Linked DNA regions of Mus musculus: all the other regions are linked to region 2. A link is a contact called in public promoter capture Hi-C data. All regions are on one chromosome and are shown on one strand. The core of a region is the stretch at or near the end of the contact, and the rest is flanking DNA. Distances in the headings are between cores, read along the strand shown.

Region 1 (3,009 bases), core at 392-2,891, 600 kb after region 2:
ACTGTGAAGATAACTCCGACGAGGAGAACTGTGAGGCCCTGGCCTGCAGGCCACCCTCCCATCCCTGCGCCAACAACACCTCTGTCTGCCTGCCTCCTGACAAGCTGTGCGACGGCAAGGATGACTGTGGAGACGGCTCGGATGAGGGCGAGCTCTGTGGTGAGGCGCCCATGCAGGGCCTGGGGTTGCCCAGCAGTGGGGAGAGGGGAGGTCTTGTCCAGGGTAGGACTATAGGAAATGATCTGGGGCAGAGGAGGCACTGACCTAGGACTTGCCTTGGCCCTGCCTGAGGTGACAACTCCTGTAACAATTACTTTACAAAGTGGCCCAGGTAGACAGCCACTGTCTGCCACCAACTGAGGAAGAAGAAGCACAGAGCCCTTAAATAAACTAATCCAGGGCCATCCCACTCTGAAGGCAGGGCAGGGAGGGAGCCGTTAAGACTCCTGACCTGGGTCAGACACCCTCAGTCAGACCACTGAAAAGGGAGGCCAGGCTGGGGGTGAGGCACAGGGTTGAGGCATGATTTGAGCTGACTTCTGGAGGAGGGAATTTAACTGGGTTCCCGGAAATGGGCAACGTGTGCAGAATGAGTGAGGAGGGTCGAGGAGATCTGAGCAAACCACACCGTCCCAGAACAAACAAGTCATCTGACTTCTGGGAAAGAGGAGTGAAGGGTACAGCCATCTGAGGCTGGCCCAGAAATTGCCACCGTGGGGCGTGTTGGGAAGGTCAGGGCATTCCCCTCTGCACCCTGCCCTGTGTCACACGTGAATCGGGAGGGATCAAAGAAAGGGCCTTGACCTGAGTATCCTCCCAAAGAGGAGGCAAAATGCCCAGGTCCCAGCCATCGACGTGAGGGCATCGAGAGCACACAGGGGTAAGGAAAAAGGATGATGGTCCTGGGTGTCAGGTTCTAGTGTCCCAATCCTGATCCTAAGAGAGACTGGGAAGGAGACAGAGGCTCAGCAGGGCTGAGCTGTGGTTAGGGCTCCGGGGCTCAGAACAGGATAAAAAAAAATGTGAAGGCCTGGCAGGGCCATGTCCTGCTTCCTCCCAGATCTTGACCCTATCTCTTTCCTGTCCCCCAGACCAGTGTTCTCTGAATAATGGTGGCTGTAGTCACAACTGCTCAGTGGCCCCTGGTGAAGGCATCGTGTGCTCTTGCCCTCTGGGCATGGAGCTGGGCTCTGACAACCACACCTGCCAGATCCAGAGCTACTGTGCCAAGCACCTCAAATGCAGCCAGAAGTGTGACCAGAACAAGTTCAGTGTGAAGTGCTCCTGCTACGAGGGCTGGGTCTTGGAGCCTGACGGGGAAAGCTGCCGCAGTCTGGGTAAGACGCAGTGGGGTCAAGGTGAGCCAGCCAAGCAGGCCTGGTCACGCGCCTGAGCTACAGTGGGCTGAAGGCCAGGGCTAGCAGGGACGCTGTATGTATATCCCAGGACAGGGTGGCACAGTGAGTGGCTCTAAGCCCTTCGCTGACCTGAACACTTGCCTCCCTCCAGATCCCTTCAAACCGTTCATCATCTTCTCCAACCGCCACGAGATCAGGCGCATTGACCTTCACAAGGGGGACTACAGCGTCCTAGTGCCTGGCCTGCGCAACACTATTGCCCTGGACTTCCACCTCAGCCAGAGTGCCCTCTACTGGACCGACGTGGTAGAGGACAAGATCTACCGTGGGAAACTCCTGGACAACGGAGGTGACTCTTTGGGCCTGGGAGAGTTGCCAGGATTGTACACAGATGGCACTTGGGTACTCAGGGTCACGGGCCCAGATTCAGGTGGCCCCGGAGCTGAGGCTTCGGCTGCCCATCCCCCGTGTGCCCCCCCTCCCCCAGTTAATTGGGTTGGATTTTGCTGTGGGTCTCAGAGCCTGATGCCCCGTAATTATCGTAAGCATTGCTGCTGCCTGATAATTAACAAAATGATCACCCTTTCTTTGGAACGGCCTGAAGCCTGGTTCCCCAGTCTTGGAATTTTGGGCTTAGAAGGAAAATGCCATGTAGGGATGGACCACCTCTGTCTCGGGGTAGCCTGAGCTACACAGGCTCAGTATTAAGCATCTATTGCGCTGGATACAGCAGTGATCAAGACAGATAGTTTTAAGTTGTGTGTCAGGGAGGGTCCCTGAGCAGAGGCAAGCAAGAGACATGTTTTAATAGAGGAGTTTGTGTTGTTTATTATAAAAGAAACTTGGAAACATCTCAAATGTCCGTCCTCAGGAGAATAGTTACGTAAACTGAGCTGTCGTCACATGACAGTTTCTAAAATAATAAGACACACGGACACATTAGTGTAGAGTGTCTTCAGGACATTCAATGGGTAGTTTCTAGCACGTTCCATCATCCTTATAGTATGTCCAAACATGTTCCCAGAAGCTTCCATCAGCCCTGACCTCCTTGCCCAGGTTACCCCACCTCAGAACAGTACATACTCAAAGTGGCTGACCTCACCCCCTCCTCCAAGAGCCCCCTTTCCCACCTACCTCCCAGGAGGAAAGAGGCCTGGGAGAGGAGAGTGGGAGCCAGGCCCTTCAGCTCTCTGGGCAGAGGTGTCAGGGTGAAGGTGGATCATTGAGGGACCCTGAGATCCATGCCTTCGCCAAGCCCCGGCCCAGGAGTCTCTAACCACCTGCAACCTTCTCTTCCTAGCCCTGACCAGCTTTGAGGTGGTGATTCAGTATGGCTTGGCCACACCAGAGGGCCTGGCTGTAGATTGGATTGCAGGCAACATCTACTGGGTGGAGAGCAACCTGGACCAGATCGAAGTGGCCAAGCTGGACGGAACCCTCCGAACCACTCTGCTGGCGGGTGACATTGAGCACCCGAGGGCCATCGCTCTGGACCCTCGGGATGGGTAAGGACTCTGCCCCACCCCCACCCCCTACCCACCCCCGCTCCGTAGCTCTGTGTTCAGCCTGGCCAGGGACACCTGTCTTCTTGGTACTGTTGACTCCCCCAGCTTATCTGTTGTGTGACCACCCCATCTTTGGCCCTCCTCCC
Region 2 (3,122 bases), core at 513-3,012:
TCTCTGTATTATTATTAATTAATTAATTAATTAATTACTTTTTTCTCTTTCTTTTAAAAGATTTATTTATTAGAATAAGTTCACTGTAGCTGTCTTCAAACGCACCAGAAGAGGGTATCAGATCTCATTATGGGTGGTTGTGAGCCACCATGTGGTTGCTGGGATTTGAACTCAGTACCTTTGGAAGAGCAGTAGGTGCTCTTACCCACTGAACCATCTCACCAGCCCTATTAATTTTAAGATACTTTTTTTTTAAAGATTTATTTATTTATTTATTTATTTATTTATTATATGTAAGTACACTGTAGCTGTCTTCAGACACTCCAGAAGAGGGCGTCAGATTTCATTACGGATGGTTGTGAGCCACCATGTGGTTGCTGGGATTTGAACTCGGGACCTTCGGAAAAGCAGTTGGCACTCTTAACCACTGAGCCATCTCGCCAGCTCCAAGATACTTTTTTTTTAATGTTAAAAAAATTAGCTTGGCAGTGGGGGTGCACACCTTTGATCCCAGCATTTGGGAGGCAGGGGTAGGCAGATATCCAGGCCAGCCTGGTCTACAGAGTGAGTTCCAGAACATTCAGGGCTACACAGAGAAACCCTGTCTCAAAAAATAAAAAATAAAACATTGTGTGTGTATGTGTGTCTCTGTGTGTGTTTTGTGTACTTATGTATGTGTATATACGTATGCATGTGTATATGATGGGGGGGGGGAGTGGGAGAGGGAGAGAGAGCACACATGTGTGAGCATGCTGGTATCCATGGAAGCTAGTGGCCATAGAGGTGACTGTGAGTCACCTCATGTGGATGCTGGGAATCAGCTGTGCTCTCCTGGAGTAGCAGCCATGCTCTTAACCCCTGAGCCAGCTCTCCAGACTCCAAAATCTTTCTTACTGCATCAAGATCACCCTAATATAAGCTGGGCCTGGGCGTGGTGGTGCACACCTTTAATCCCAGTACTCGGGAGGCAGAGGCAGGTGGATTTCTGAGTTCGAGGCCAGCCTGGTCTACAAAGTGAGTTCCAGGACTGCCAGGGCTACACAGAGAAACCCTGTCTCAAAAACCAAAAAAAAAAAAAAAAAAAATCACCCTAATATAAACTAGTCTGAGCTCTGAGCTCTCACACACGGTATTGCCATATAGTCTTCTTTCCATGCTCTGGGAGGCAGTCAAGATGGTCCTTTTACACTAAGCTTGATGTCTTTAAATATATATATATATATATATATATACTATTTCATTTATTTCTTTTTGTATGTGCATATGTGGGCATGCCACATTGGGTGCTGGGGTCGGGGGAGAAAAATTTTTGGTAGCTGGTTCTCTCCTTCTACCATGTAGATCTGGGAACTGAGCATAGGCCTGGCAACTTACTAAGACATTTTTCAGGCCAAGTTTGAAATCTTGTAGCTGAGATCTCAGGGAAAGAAAGCTTCAAATCAAAACAAAACAACAACAAAAACCATTGTCTTTTATTAATAATAGGTTAATTGTCTTTTCATAATAATCAGAACTTGTTCATGGAGAAACAGGGTTACATTTGAAAAGGATTAGACCTAAGAATTCTTCTTTCTAGCTTGAACTAAGCCTATGAAAACCAAAACCAAAACAGAACATCCCGGGCATTAGGACCCAGTGGAAGTGGCTCGTTCTGACTTTGGGTTAACTTCTCTCAGTGACGTAAGGAGCAGACCTAGCTCATTCTTCCCCGCAGGCCCCCCCCCCACTCCCTCTCTCTCTCTTGCGTGCTCCTTTTCTCCTCTTTCTCCTCCCCCTCCCTTCTCCCTTCCCTCCCTCTTTCCCTCCCTTCCTCTCTCCCTCTCCTTTCCCCCTCCCCTCCTCCCTCCCTCTTTCTCCCTCCCTTTCCTTCACTCTCTTCTTTCTCTCTCTCAGCTCCGTAACAGTAAAGAAAAAATGCTGCTATCAGTGACTTCCAGGCCTGGGATTTCGACTTTTGGCTATAACAAGAACAACAAGAAGGTAGGAAAAAAGTGCTTTTGGGGAATCAGCTACTTCCTTTCCTAGGGATCCAGGAGCGCCCTTGGTTTTAGAATTCTCCTTTAAGAGGGGAACGAGATTCCTCTGTCCCCCTTCAGCGCCTCTCCTTCCACCGCGTCTTTCCTGCCTTTTTGCACCTGGTTCTGGAGTTAAAGGAATTTAGAGCAGAAGTTTGTGAGGCTGGAGGAGGCAGCGGAATAAAAACAACCAACTTTGCAAGTTTGTATCTTCTGAAACGAAGTTAGTCTGCCTGTCTGCTGCTGCGCCCATGGTCCCGGGGATAGTCTGACAACTCAGACCTTGTCCCTAGGCTCACACCCGGCAAGATTATTTTATCATTTTGGTTAATTGCATCCACCCTTACCCCCACCTCACTTCGCTTTTTACTCAACCCACCAGATAGCAGAAAAATTACAGGTAGTTTGAGAGGTCTCAAGGCTCATCAAGAATTAAGTGTGTGCTTCTAGACGAGAGACCCTACCCCACCCCACCCATCCTGGCAGAGGAATTTGGGGAGATAACATGCTTTGGGATTAAGGCAGAAAGCTCTGTGATTCTTTGGGTCATGCCTTTTGAGAGGATACTTGGAACCCTGCAGATAGCCAGGCTTAGCAAGGATCCCTGGAGTCTTTATGATTAACCCCTGGCTGCCTGAGGAGTTAAGGTATGTTTGAGTGAATGAACAGCCTGGAGAGAGATAGACAGGCTTGCCCACATTTGCCAGAGAGTATCCTTGGCAGTTTCTTGGCATTTTGTGGTATGCAATGCTGGAGGAGGAGCTTTGAGCCATAGCAGGAAGACTTTTTGGTCTCTTTTGAGCATTACAGCTGTTCTTTAAGAAAACACGTGGTGCAGAGATCTATGCTTGTTTGATGGAATGTTGGAGGTGGGGAGAGATTCATATCCTCGTGGACCTGAAAAGACCATTTCAGAGACTCGAATACTAGTATCTCATCAGGGCAGTACTCTGGTGGGTAGTTTATGTGGTTTTCATTCTGTTTATGTGCTTAAGAAAGAAAGCTCTACAGCCAGGTGATGGTGCAAGCCTTTAAATCTAGTACCCAGGAAGCAGAGGCAGTCCAATCTCTAAGTTCAACACCGGCCTGGACTACAAGCAAGTTCCA
Region 3 (3,238 bases), core at 183-2,682, 560 kb after region 2:
ACTTGAGCACAGGCTGGAAACTGGACGGAGGAAAGATGGATCCTGAGAGTCCAGCCTGGGAGACTATACAGTTAGCCTGTCCGTGAGCCGCATAAGCTCTCATTGAAGAAAGGCTCTCAGTCATTAATGGACAAGTCTATTTTCTGCCAGTGACAGGCTGGAGTGTGTGTGGGGGTCACTCCTGTGGAGTTAGTGTACTGGTCCCTGGTCTTTAAAGTTCATCTCTAGCCAGGGATGTCGCCTGCTGAGCTTTCCAGAACTTTCACTTCAGGTCACAGAGAAAGTCAGACACTAAGGGTTACAGTCTTCAAACGTCGCCCACAAGAGGGCAGTGGCCGGAAGCACGTTCGCCGGCCCTAGGAACCGCCCGATGCTTTCTGGACTCCAGAGTACCGTTCCCAAACCGACTGAGACTGGGGACAAAGGTCCGGCACTCAGCACACAGCCCCCTAGGACTGGTGTCTGGTAGCGGAGCTCTGGAGTCCTTCATTCCAACTCCCTGTAGTTTGGCATCTGAAACCCTGACTTGGTGGGAGGCCAGTCAGAAGGTATCAAAAACAAAACAAACAAACAAAAAAAAAATCGAGCCTGACCTCTCAGGGCGAAAGGGGATGGCTCTACCCCAACCCCACCCTCTGGTGAGTCACCTCTCTCCAAACCAGAGCCTGCCTCTCCTGCGCCCCGTGCCAGGCGAGCAGGGCTGGGCGGGTACTAAGGTGGGCTCCATCCCTGAGCCCAAGGCGGGCCGACAAGCTGCAGCGTGTCCCCGCGGGTGTCCCTGTTTACTCTGAGCCCTGGAGCGAGGTGGGGGCGGGTCCATGTGGCCACTCCTTCACTCCGCCTCCTGAGGACGCAGGCCCCAATCCCAGACCGGTTCTTACAAAGTCTCCAAATCAAAGCTCAGCCTTTCCCGCACCTTCCCGGCGGACCGGCCACCCCTGCCCCCACCCTAGGCTAGGGAGGCACTGTCTGGGTTTCCCCAAGGAAATCAGGCCTCCGCCTAGACAGCGGCTCGGGACCCCACTGAGGGGATCTGAAATCCTGGGGTGTGACATAGAGTTTTAAAGAGGCACTAGAGCGCAGCTCTCCTTGCCCCTTACCCCATTCCCACCCTTGGCTCTACCGGCTCTAGGGAGCGCTGGGATGAGGTAGACGCAGTTAGAGGACAGGGTGCCCGGGGACTCCCACTCTCGGACCGCTTCCCAGAACTCCAAAGCTTGTAGCGCCTCCGACTCCCCCTCCCCAGGGCAGCGCGCCAAATCAGCGCATGCGCACTGTCAGGATTGCCGCGTAGCTCTTTCTCCCCCCCCCCCCACCTCTTTTTTTCTTTCCCCGCCCCTTCCCTCCTTCCCTCCTCTCCCTGTCCCCTCCCTCTCCCCTCTGAACACCCCCCTCCCTCCTCCCCCCCACCCCCCCCCCCCGCGGCACTTCAGTCAGGGGAGCAGCGGTGCGAGCTCCAGGCCAGTGCACTGAGGAGGCGGAAACGGGGGAGCCCCTAGTGCTCCATCAGGCCCCTACCAAGGCACCCCCATCGGGTCCACGCCCCCCACCCCCCACCCCGCCTCCTCCCAATTGTGCATTTTTGCAGCCAGAGGCGGCTCCGAGATGGGGCTGTGAGCTTCGCCCTGGGAGGGGGAGAGGAGCGAGGAGTAAAGCAGGGGTGAAGGGTTCGAATTTGGGGGCAGGGGGCGCACCCGCGTCAGCAGGCCCTTCCCAGGGGGCTCGGAACTGTACCATTTCACCTATGCCCCTGGTTCGCTTTGCTTAAGGAAAGGATAAGAATAGAAGAGTCGGGGAGAGGAAGATAAAGGGGGACCCCCCAATTGGGGGGGGCGAGGACAAGAAGTAACAGGACCAGAGGGTGGGGGCTGCTGTTTGCATCGGCCCACACCATGCTGACCCCGCCGTTGCTGCTGCTGCTGCCGCTGCTTTCAGCTCTGGTCTCCGGGGCCACTATGGATGGTGAGTGAGATTCCGGCGGCCCCCATGGACCCCTGGGGGCTCCCCCTCCCCAACCCCCACTCCTGCGTCTGGATGGGGAAGGGAGACGCGGGAGGGGGTGCCTTTTGTTATCCCAGTCCAGCTGACACAGCAGAGGCCTGACTGGGGGCGGGGATGGGGTCTGATTTGGGGGATGGGAGCCTGGGACAAATGATGCTTCCAGGGCCCCCCAGCTCAGACAAAGACCAGAGGCCTGGGTAGGAAAAGAGGGCTCCCCCTTTTTCTGATCTTGGGATTAAGAGGCCTTCTCTTCCTATCTCTGGTACGGGAGGGCCTCTGCCTCCCCTACATCCTCCACCCTCCCGCCCCCCCACCCCCATCTGAATTGTGAAGGAATCCGGATTTGCTGTGTACCGCTGCAAAAGGGGGCGGAGGGCCTTTTGCAGTGGACTCTGAAGGCTGGAAGGCAAAGCCGGCTAGGGGTGCCCTGCTGGCCAAAGGGCAGGCAGGCCGAGAAAGCTGTGGGTGGGGATAGGCAGGGCCCCCTGTTTGGGTGTGGAATGAGCCCTGCATCCCAGGCATGGAGGCCCGGGTCCAGAATCCTGGGCTGCCTGCCTGGGTTCCGAAGTGAGCAGCTCCCCGCTGAGGGCCTCAGTCAGGAGCCCGGTTGAGGGATGGAGGGGTCTGGTGACGCTTATGGCTGGCTTTCCCTTCTTAATTCCTGGGAGCTTTAAGATGAGAGGAAAAACGTCAGATGTCATCATTCTGGAAGAGACTGGAGAATGGTCTGGAACGCTGGGGAGGGGTTCAGAGGAAGCTCTGTCTCCCCGATTTCAGGCTTGATCACAGTTTGGGTTGGAAGGAGAGTTGGAGGTTGGGATGGGGGTTATGACCATGCCCCCAATCCTGCTCATTTAGTAAATGTGTAAAGCCCAGCCCTGTCTCACTTCATACATACACTTTGTATATTAGTTAGGTTTGGGCTGCTGTGTTGTTTTGGGGGAATTGCATGCCCCTCGTCCCTATTTCTGTCAGCTGTTTTTCCTCTTCCATGAGTCCCCAGTTCAAGACTTGCCCAGGCTTCACGCTGGGGTCATGGGGTTGAATTGGGCTGGGTCCCTAACTTGAGAAGGGGTGAGATTTTGTGACTTCCTGTCAGGTTTGCCTCTCACTGAGGACAACAGCTTCGTAGCATCTTACAGCCCTCCTCTGCCTTCAAGAGCTTGCCAGGCCGGGATTGGGAAAGTTTTTCTCTGAAACTAGATTATGTATCCTCCCCCACCCCTGTCTCTAACTT
Region 4 (2,864 bases), core at 46-2,545, 570 kb before region 2:
TTAGACGCCTTTAATCCCACAACTTGGGAAGCAGAGGTAAGTGGATCTCTATGAGTTCAAGGCCAGCCTGGTCTACACAGTGAGCTCTAGGCCAGCCAGGGCCACATAGTGAGATCACATCTGGGGATTGGAGTGTTAAAGATGAAAGTTGCTTTTTAAAGGTTGGGCACAGTGGCTCATGCTTTTAATTTTAATAAGGAACATTTAAAGCAAACCAAGAAGCATAAATGGCACATTTTAAAACACACCGTGCATTACCGCACAATCACAGGATCACTTCTACAAAACCCTAGTCACATATGAAGACCAAGATGAAGGCTACAAAAACAGTCACCGGGTACTTGCACTACGTCTTCCAAATATCTATTTGATCATCTCGAAGTCAATATTGCACATTATCCTAAAGACAAGGCAACTACAAACAAGACAAAAACATAAAACCGATTCTCAGCTTCACACACAAACAGCTGACTTCCAACATTTCAGACAGCTCGACTGAAGTGCTACTCAACCTTTAAGAAATCATGGGGTTCTATCAATTATCAAAGACGTTGAGAGAAAGGCCAGTAGATACTTTCCTGTTTGTTTTCTCCCACTTTAAATGGAAAACTCCACCAAGGAGAAAAGTCAAGTTGAAAGTTAAATTCCTCTTCCCTTCACACGTCTGGATTTCAGTGACACCCACCCCCACCCCCACCCAATGAAGATGGGGCAAAGAGTGAAGAAGAAAGCACTATGTAGCAATGAGATCATCAGCAGACACAGCCCGGAGAGAAAGAATGAAAACAGGGAAGGGTAGAGAGCAGGTACAACAGTAAGAAATGGGGGAGGGAGAAAGGGGGTTGGAATTGGAGGGAACTGAGCACAGGAGCCCATAATGCTGGAGAACCTTGCAAAGGTACGGGACTCCAACAGCTAGAAAGAGCTGAAGCGCCTAAGGGTCCCGGAGCAGGGGACATTGGAGGACCCCAGGGTTTGGGAGACCGGAAGCAGAGACCCCCCCCAAAAAACACGAGACCAGAAGGGGGCGCAGGTAACAACCCAAAAGGAATGAATGGGGAAGGCGGTACGGGGGCGTGGCAAAGGAGGAGCCCCGGGATGGGCGTGGCACAAACCCTTTTCCAAGTCCGAACCCCTAACCCAAGAATCCCGGGAGAGGCGGCTCCGCGATCCCCGCACTCACCGCCGGTCTCGTCAGTTACATAGGGAGTCGCCATCTTGAGAACCCGAACCACTTCCGGCGTGAGCGGGCTGGGGTCCCGCCCCCCTCCCCGCCGGAAGTGGAGTCCTCATCCTAGCAAGCCACCATTTTAATCTTAAAGAGAGACTGCACCATTTCTCTGACGCGGGAGGCGGAAAAGGCGAGTGTAAGACGCTCACAGTCATGGGCTCTTAGACTACCACCGACGCCACTGTTGACCTCCTGATGTATATAAAACAATCCCTAGGGCTCGGAGAGAAGTTTGGGCATAAGCCTTATCCCAGACAGTCCTCGCAGGCTCAAGGCCCACCGGGACCCAGCAGGAAAGCTGGTAAAAGAGGAAAGGAATATGCAAGGCCCCTCGCCTGCACCAAACCCTAGGGCGCGTGTTGGCATGGGCAAAGAAGCCCCAGGGATACACGAAAACCCGGGCTAACACTTAAAAGTGGGCAGGTCTACTCGGCACGCCGACCACTCTCGGCCGCCCAGGTTAACTGATCAGAGACCTACGAAGGGGTGCGCAAAGATCGGCGCACTGCGAGTCGGTCACCTGTCCCCGTGGCCTCGGGGGTGCTGGCGGTTTCCATGACTGAACTGGGGCGGGCAGCCCTGGGGATTCAGCGGCCGGCGAGGTAACTTCTTGGCCTGCTGCTCAGTACTGGATCCTCTCGGGTCAGAGGGCACGGGGTGAAGGCTTTTGGGGCGGACCCAGTCAGTATTCTAATTAGCCGCGCCCCACACTTCGGATTAGCTTTGGCTACCGCGAGCAGTTCCACCCTTAAATCTACCGGGACAGTGAGGCCACTCCCTTTGTTAGGTTGTGCCTTGTTCTTGGAAGGAGCGCCAAAGCCCGGTCCGGTCCCTCCCCTCCTCCATCAGCAATTTAGTTCCTCTGGGGCTAAATCCTGTTAAACTTGTTTCCTCTTCTGTCAGGAAGGTGCTGGCTCAAGCTCCTCTCCTCAGGTGTCTGCCCTCCTCCTACAAAGCTTTTTCCTTAACTCTTTCACCCTCTTCTATTGCCCAACTTTGGCTTACACTAACGTCCAACAGTGCCTCTCAAATTGAGAAGTGGGGAAATATTAGTACTTCAGTAGTAGACAATATGTTCTACTTTAAAACAAAACAACCGAGCAGTGGTGGCGCACGCCTTTAATCCCAGTGGAGGCAGAGGGAGGAGGATTTCTGAGTTCGAGGCCAGTCTGGTCTACAGAGTGAGTTCCAGGACAGCCAGGACTACACAGAGAAACCCTGTCTCGAAAAACCAAAAAAAAAAAAAAAAAAAAAAACCAAAAGGAAAAAAAAAAAAAAAAAAAAGAAACAAAACAGGCTAATAAGAACCTCAACTAAGTTTTCAAAAGCTCACACATTGTCCTCCTTGCAATTCTCCCAGCTTTAACCTCTCTCCTTTCAATTCAAGTCTCAAAATGACTTTAATGCTATTTGCATGCACTACATGTTTTTACACGTGTATACTTCTTTCTTTTCTTTTCTTTTTTTTTTTTTTTTCGAAACAGGGTTTCTCTGTATAGCCCTGGCTGTCCTGGAACTCACTTTGTAGACCAGACTGGCCTCGAACTCAGAAATCTGCCTGTCTCTGCCTCCCAAGTACTGGGATTAAAGGTGTACACCACCACGGCCCGGCTACATGTATACTTCTAATCCC
Region 5 (3,033 bases), core at 98-2,597, 530 kb after region 2:
TCTGTTCCCTTTTCCTCCCAGTCTCTGGAATGTTCGGATTCCAGACCTTTGGCCCTATCCTTACCCTACTGGGGACTGGGACCGCCAAGCCAGGAACAGCTCCAATTTCCTCTAAATCTCCCTGTAGAGTGACTCAAGTCTCATCCTTCCCCCACCCCAGACGCCATTAAGCCATATTTTTCTCCTGAGCTGCCGGTAACGTTGCAGGGTCTATAGGTCGGGCTAGGACAAGGACCGTCCTTTCTTGAGATCAGTCCCCTAGGGTGGGAAGGCGGAGCTACACTTCAAGAGGCGGGGCGAGCTTTCCCTTCCAGGCTCCCCCTCCCCGCCGTAGGGGAAGCCCGACAACCTAGAAGCTTCTTCGTAAGCTTGGTGGCCTAAATCTATCCCCTCCACTCCCGCATTCCGAGTCCGCTGGCCGTGTGACCCCAATATCAAAAGTCAAGGGCTTCCCTGAGTTGTCCAATGTGCGTGTATATATGACGGTGGCGGCGCTGGTGGGGGTGGGAAAGGGTGGGAGGAGGTGGAGCCAGGTCAGCATGAGGAGGGTTAACCCCCAGCCGGCTGCCCTCCACGGGGAAATCTCAGGGTTTACTGCGGCCAAAAAAGTGAGGGGGAAAGTCCCCCTCCTCTGGGGCACCATGAGATCTACATCTGGGTCTCTCTCACCCTCCAGCCACACCCTGAGTAGGAACCTTTAGCGGGCAGCAGCTAGGGGTTGGACAGGCTCGGGGACCCTGGAGCATCAACTTCTAGGGAAAGGCAGCCATGTCCCCCAACCCAGAGAACCTTTCTTCTCCTCTGCCCAGCGACTGTCCCAAGACCCAGGAGGCGCAGGGCTGAGGATTGGGGAAAGTGACGCGACACGTTGGGGACCGGAATGTGGAGGCCTGTACCCACCCGAGTCCTTCGAAAGTTGGAAACTGCCAAAACCCAGTGCCGTCAGCTAACCCCAGATGAAACTATTTTCAGGGGACCAACTGCCCCGCCCAGGGGGGAGGATCCGAGAGGCCCCGAAAATCCATCCCTCGTGGTTCGTCAAAGCCCCCCCATAACCTTCCCTACTCGCAGACGTCCCCTCACCTCAGCAGCCCCGCTGCTATCTTCTCCCTCTCTCAGAGGGCACTACCAAGCCCCATGGGTCTGTAGGTCTGTCCAGCGGGTCCTGGGCTGGCCCTAAAAACTCAATGTGTACAGACACACACACACATATGCACACAGGCACGCGCGCACACGCTCGAGCGCGCGCACACACACACAAACACACACACAGGCACGCACGCACTCGTCTCCGGGCCTTCTTCACTGTAAACCCTGGCTGCCCCGGCCTGCTGTTTCCGGCTTCTCTGTCTGCCCAGGTCCCTCCCTGGCGCTCTGACGACACAGAGAAGAGAAAGTGGGCTGGAGGAGGAAGAGGAAGAAAGTGGGGTGAACCTGTATGTACCCGGTGGGGAAGCACGTAGTGGGGAGGGCAAAGCTGGAGCTCCATTGAACCACACTGGAGGGAGGCTGACCTTTACTCTAATCCCCTTAGCACTGATCCATTCCCCACTCCTCGGAAAAGTCACCTAATATCTGGCAGAGGCATGCCACCCCGAACTGCCTAGCTACCACACAAACTTTCTCCGGGCCAGAGATTGGGACCTCGGGGAACTGTGCTATGGGACATCTGGGTTGTGTGCGTCCTCCAGTGGAGGACCCTGAAAAACAGCTGGGAGCCCGAGGCCCCTGCACAATTAGGCTCACCTCCTTCCAAGGCAGGAACGCCTTAGAAGTCCCGTGATACTGTAGGGAGGAAGTGGGGGAGGGGAACCCTTAGCTCAGAATTCTGGAAGTCTCCGGGAGTCCCTTGGAGGAAAAGGAATTCATTCGGGGATACCACGTCCCAAACCCTAGTGATAGCCACTGAGGGCTGCCAGGGTGCCAAGTTTGAATGTGAATATGCTGTGCAACCTTGGCAAAGTTCCTATCTGTTTCTGAGGTAAACACTGAGACACACCCCAAAACAAATATGTGCAATTTCCCTGGCCACAAGAAAACACACACACACACACACACACGCATACACACACACATACACACACGCACACGCGCGTGTCTGAGCTTTACACATGTAGCAGCAGGCTCTCACACATGACAGCCCTCAGAGCCTCTTAGAGTCACACACACACACACACACACACACACACGCCCCTTGTTCAGCCTCTGAATCACCATCATAACCAGAGGACTGTCCTGTAGTTTTTGTTGGGGAGGATAACAAAAGGCCAAACCTGAAAGTCGAGTGTATGGAGGGATAGTCTGAGGGTGGCTGTGTCAAGTTGGAATTTTGGCTTTCCATTGCCTTTCAGGGCTGGGCTGAAAGAGCAAAAGCCAGGCTTCTGGCGCCCCCTGGTGCCTGAGCTGATTCCTCCACTGCACATCCGTGGGCACTGTACACAGTGCAAACTTAGATCCACCCAGGTGCCAGAGCAAACTGTACATGTACATATAATATAATCATGGACTCTGAGCAAGACCTATTTGTGTTCAAGTCCTGCCAAAGATGCTAACTGCAGAATTGGCTGGTTCATTATCTGTAGGACGGAGCACGCAGAGTGGCTTAAGCTGTGGGGTTGTGAGAATAGAATATACTGATACATAAAGGCTCAGAGGAACTCTGGTCACCTAGTAAACAGCAAGCAGGAGGTACTTTTGTTGTTGTTGTTGTTGCTCAGCTACTTGGTTGGACTGTGGTTGTTGATGCTGTTGTTGAGACAAAGGGTCATGTAGCCCAGGATGGCCTTGAAATTGCCTAGTAACCAAGGACAAACTTTAACTTCACCTCCCAAGTACCAGGCTTAGAAATATGCAACAAACAGCAAGAGGGCTTGTGATGCTAAGAACTGAACCCAGGGCTTTTTGCATGTCAGGCAAGGATGCTACCAAATGAGTCACATCCCAACCCAACAATTAATATTTGATGGGTTGGGTTTTTTGTTCTTGTTTATTTATTTATTACATATGAGTACACTGTCACTGTCTTCAGACACT
Region 6 (3,192 bases), core at 191-2,690, 530 kb before region 2:
AAAACCATATCTTCACTAAAATCAAATAGGACAAGCCTAAAGTATTTTGACTTGTCTGATTAGAAGGGGGAAACCCAGAGCTGGTGTTCAATTGCTAATAGCACTTGCTCCTGACCACCCACCCACACTCACCTTCTAGGGCCCCCACAGCCAGCAGAGCACTCAGCACAAGCACGGGAAGGAAGCTCCTTCTCTGGACACCCATAGTGGTCCTCTTGCCAGCAGCCAAAGGTACCAGGGGGTGGGAGCGAGCCCCTATATAGAAAGGGATGGTCATTTGCATAGGCCTTCCTCCTCTCCCTCCAGAGGAGGGGAAACCTGGGAAGAAGGAAAGGGCCAGAACTGATTTCATCCCACACAGCTCAATGACAGTTTCTGGTTTCGCTGGGTCACATTCACTGACACACTTATTCTGGAAAGAGTTCACTGATGGGCAGCCTCAATTCACATACTTAACAGTCACAATTCAGCAAGACAGAGTGAAGAGAATTGTGTCAAACCAAGAGATCCTTAAGACAGAAACAGCACCTTTATCCAAAAGCATCCAGAAGGGGCTGGGAGGGTAGATTGCCAGCAATAAAACAACACAGGCAGCCAATGAACCCCGAAACAGTGAGACAGTATTAAGCTAGGCTGAGAAACGACTCTATTATCTAGCCAAAGAATCCTTTACAATAAGAGTCCCGATTTTCCAGCCTGGACTAGAGTTCCAGGACAGCCAAGATTACACAGAGAAACCTTGTCTCAGAAAAATAAAAAGAAAGCGGAGGGAGGCGAGAAGGAGGGAGTGTGTGTGGGAGAGAGAGAGAGAGAGAGACCGGATTTTGTGCCCCACATGGAGACCGAGACAAACGGATCTCTGTGAGTTCGAAGACAACCTGGACTTTTGAACGCATTCCAGCCAACAAGGGCTGCATTATGAGATGTTTCCAAAAAGCAGGCGAGAGTGCTGGAGAAACAGCACCGCTGTTAAGAGCGCAAGCCGCTCTTGCAGAAGACCAGAGTTCAGCTCCAGCACCCAAGTTAGGCTCACGACCGCCTAGAACCTCAGCTCCAGGGCACCTGCTGCTTCTGTGAAAACTTAAATGCAGACACACAGACCCACACACCATTTAAAATAAAATACATTATTCTTTTTCTTTTAAAGATTCCCAGGTTTTGCTTTTTAAAAGAGACTCTCTTGTCCAGGTGGAATTTTAATCTCACCCAAGGGGTGGTGAAAATTGTGAGGGAAAGGTAAGGAAATCCGTAGACCAGAAACACCACCAGTTCCGGCCTGCGGAGCCTAAACCAGGAACTGCGGGAAAGTTGTGCAGCTGCCCCGCGGCTCGCCCGCCCAGGGCGGGGCCTCTGAGGCGGGAGCGCGATGGTCCGGTCCGCCCTCGTGACGTGAACCAATCGGAAGGGCGGGGGGCGGGGCCAGGGAAACGCGGGAAGGAGGGGCGGGGTCTCGGATGGCCGTCTGGAGCAGTGGGGGAGGCGGCAACATTGTTTCAAGTTGGACAAATTGTCAAGGGCTGAGCTCTCCTTGCGTTCCATCCCGAGCTGGGACTGCCGTGCTCACCCGGGGTCCCCCAGGTCCTCCGCTCCGAGTGTCGGGCCCGCTTTCGTCAGGGTTCCCGGGCCCCGCTCCCGGGGGCCTGAGCCGCCTCACTAGCGCTCCATGGAGAACTTCCAAAAGGTGGAGAAGATTGGAGAGGGCACGTACGGAGTGGTGTACAAAGCCAAAAACAAGTTGACGGGAGAAGTTGTGGCGCTTAAGAAGATCCGGCTCGACACGTGAGTGGCCTCCGGAGCCGGAACTCCTTTGCCCGGACCTCTTGGCTGTCCCCCTCCCAACCCCCTACCCCAACAGGCGGGTAGCGTCCCCGGACCGGAAGGTAGCGGGGAGGGAGGGAGGGACGCGTGAAGCGAGCGGTGGGTTGGCCGACCGTGGAGGCTCTACCGGAGGAGACTGTCCGGGGCTGGAATCCAGGGGAAAGTTTCTTGCAGTGCTCCAGCCGGTGTGCTCCCAAATCTGCTAGCCGAGAGACTTGGGAAGAGAAAGTTGTGGGGTGGGAGCCCGGGATAGGAGGGGTCCAGGGCTGTTCGTGGAGTTGGGTTATGTGGTAACCAGAGAAAAGTTCCTTTCTGAATGGAGAGCTCTCCTCACTGCTCCAGCACCATACTTAGAACCCTCACTCTCTTTCAAAAGAATGGCAGTTGAGATTCACTGGCCCTCAGGGGAGGCCGGGAGCTACTCTCACCCCACTCCCCTATTACCTTTCTTCTGCTTTTCATTCACCTGGAGGCTCTTCTTACCTTTCACTGGAAAAAGAGGAAATAATGGCCTTAAATATGTCTAAAAGCCACACCCTAACTACCCAGAAATTAACTCCTCACAGCACCTCTCCTGTCTGCCTTCCTAAGGGGGCTGGGGGTTGTGTATCCCTGAGAGAATGATGTTTGTAACCGTATTCTTGTCTCTGTTTTCCCAACCTCTCCAAGTGAGACTGAAGGTGTACCCAGTACTGCCATCCGAGAGATCTCTCTCCTTAAGGAACTTAATCACCCTAATATCGTCAAGTAAGTCTGCTCTGAGAGATGATCACTATGACGAATTCTGCTTGCTTAGCCTCAGAATTTCTCTCCTTCAACTCCATTTCCTGGACCTTCTCTTGCAGGCTGCTGGATGTCATCCACACAGAAAATAAGCTTTATCTGGTTTTTGAATTTCTGCACCAGGACCTCAAGAAATTCATGGATGCCTCTGCTCTCACGGGCATTCCTCTTCCCCTCATCAAGGTAACCCTGTTCAGTGACAGCCCACAAATTTTAGGGAAAACTAGAGGCAGGTAATTCAGTCTGGTAATTTATTTTGGCTTTTTCTCAGACTTCAGACACTCCACCTTCTCCTACTCATTAGTCATTAACCCTAGGATGGACAGAAGAATCAAAATTGAGGAGCTTCTATGAGCCGGCAGCTCAGGTGGAAGGAGATCAGATAACACTCAGATAAAGGACACCCCCCACCCCCCCCCCACCCCCCGTTTCTCTGTATAGCCTTAGCTGTTTGGGAACTCACTCTGTAGACCAGGCTAGCCTCGAACTCAGAAATCCACCTGCCTCCCAAGTGCTGGGATTAAAGGCTTGCGCCACCACTGCTTGGCTCAGATAAAGGATATTGAGGGCAGTGGTGGTGGTGGGTTCCTT

What was found. Promoter capture Hi-C pulls out the DNA fragments that hold promoters and counts their contacts. Capture Hi-C pulls out chosen DNA fragments and counts their contacts.
Region 1: a contact with region 2 is called in a promoter capture Hi-C map of liver, with 3 times the contacts expected there. The contact joins the enhancer-like site here to the promoter of Rbms2 in region 2. A contact is called at or near these places in 5 of 39 promoter capture datasets (the C10 cell line, hippocampal neurons, liver and 1 more), 1 of 15 datasets of contacts at CTCF or cohesin (large pre-B cells) and 1 of 9 other capture datasets (macrophages).
Region 3: a promoter capture Hi-C map of adipose tissue shows a contact between it and region 2. The contact joins the promoter of Lrp1 here to the promoter of Rbms2 in region 2. A contact is called at or near these places in 5 of 39 promoter capture datasets (cranial neural crest, frontonasal cranial neural crest, hippocampal neurons and 2 more), 1 of 484 Hi-C or Micro-C datasets (embryonic stem cells), 5 of 115 datasets of contacts at active chromatin or transcription factors (astrocytes, bone marrow-derived macrophages, embryonic stem cells and 2 more) and 1 of 9 other capture datasets (adipose tissue).
Region 4: a contact with region 2 is called in a promoter capture Hi-C map of pre-B cells, with 4 times the contacts expected there. The contact joins the promoter of Pym1 here to the promoter of Rbms2 in region 2. A contact is called at or near these places in 1 of 39 promoter capture datasets (pre-B cells) and 1 of 115 datasets of contacts at active chromatin or transcription factors (bone marrow-derived macrophages).
Region 5: a contact with region 2 is called in a promoter capture Hi-C map of liver, with 12 times the contacts expected there. The contact joins the promoter of Stat6 here to the promoter of Rbms2 in region 2. A contact is called at or near these places in 9 of 39 promoter capture datasets (the 3T3-L1 cell line, the C10 cell line, the SN4741 cell line and 5 more), 3 of 484 Hi-C or Micro-C datasets (CD4 T cells and the G1E-ER4 cell line), 10 of 115 datasets of contacts at active chromatin or transcription factors (the SCID.adh cell line, T-cell acute lymphoblastic leukemia, bone marrow-derived dendritic cells and 7 more) and 2 of 9 other capture datasets (liver and pancreatic islet).
Region 6: a contact with region 2 is called in a promoter capture Hi-C map of pre-B cells, with 4 times the contacts expected there. The contact joins the promoter of Cdk2 here to the promoter of Rbms2 in region 2. A contact is called at or near these places in 2 of 39 promoter capture datasets (fetal liver and pre-B cells), 2 of 115 datasets of contacts at active chromatin or transcription factors (memory CD8 T cells and pancreatic cancer cells) and 1 of 9 other capture datasets (adipose tissue).

Annotation. Positions count from the first base shown.
Region 1 is chr10:127,575,138-127,578,146 of GRCm38.p6, reverse strand. Lrp1 (low density lipoprotein receptor-related protein 1) reads left to right here. Exons shown (of 89, transcript NM_008512.2): 22 at 1-159; 23 at 1,092-1,337; 24 at 1,510-1,707; 25 at 2,659-2,863. Among named protein-coding and RNA genes, the nearest start is that of Gm16217, 20 kb to the left of the region's middle. Within about 2 kb of position 1,641, at least 44 of the 459 cell types and tissues checked have an H3K27ac peak or open chromatin away from gene starts, as enhancers often do. A contact at or near this core is called in liver, where this site is marked.
Region 2 is chr10:128,175,208-128,178,329 of GRCm38.p6, reverse strand. It overlaps Rbms2 (RNA binding motif, single stranded interacting protein 2), which reads left to right and starts at 1,762. Exons shown (of 13, transcript NM_019711.2): 1 at 1,762-1,980. The coding sequence starts at 1,915.
Region 3 is chr10:127,619,342-127,622,579 of GRCm38.p6, reverse strand. Lrp1 (low density lipoprotein receptor-related protein 1) reads left to right here and starts at 1,432. Exons shown (of 89, transcript NM_008512.2): 1 at 1,432-1,962. The coding sequence starts at 1,893.
Region 4 is chr10:128,746,886-128,749,749 of GRCm38.p6, reverse strand. It overlaps Pym1 (PYM homolog 1, exon junction complex associated factor), which reads right to left and starts at 1,295. Exons shown (of 3, transcript NM_001170869.2): 1 at 1,184-1,295. The coding sequence starts at 1,217.
Region 5 is chr10:127,641,300-127,644,332 of GRCm38.p6, reverse strand. It overlaps Stat6 (signal transducer and activator of transcription 6), which reads right to left and starts at 1,347. Exons shown (of 22, transcript NM_009284.2): 1 at 1,084-1,347.
Region 6 is chr10:128,703,299-128,706,490 of GRCm38.p6, reverse strand. It overlaps Cdk2 (cyclin-dependent kinase 2), which reads left to right and starts at 1,440. Exons shown (of 8, transcript NM_183417.3): 1 at 1,440-1,779; 2 at 2,488-2,565; 3 at 2,664-2,784. The coding sequence starts at 1,664. Pmel (premelanosome protein) reads right to left here and starts at 233. Exons shown (of 11, transcript NM_021882.4): 1 at 133-233. The coding sequence starts at 205.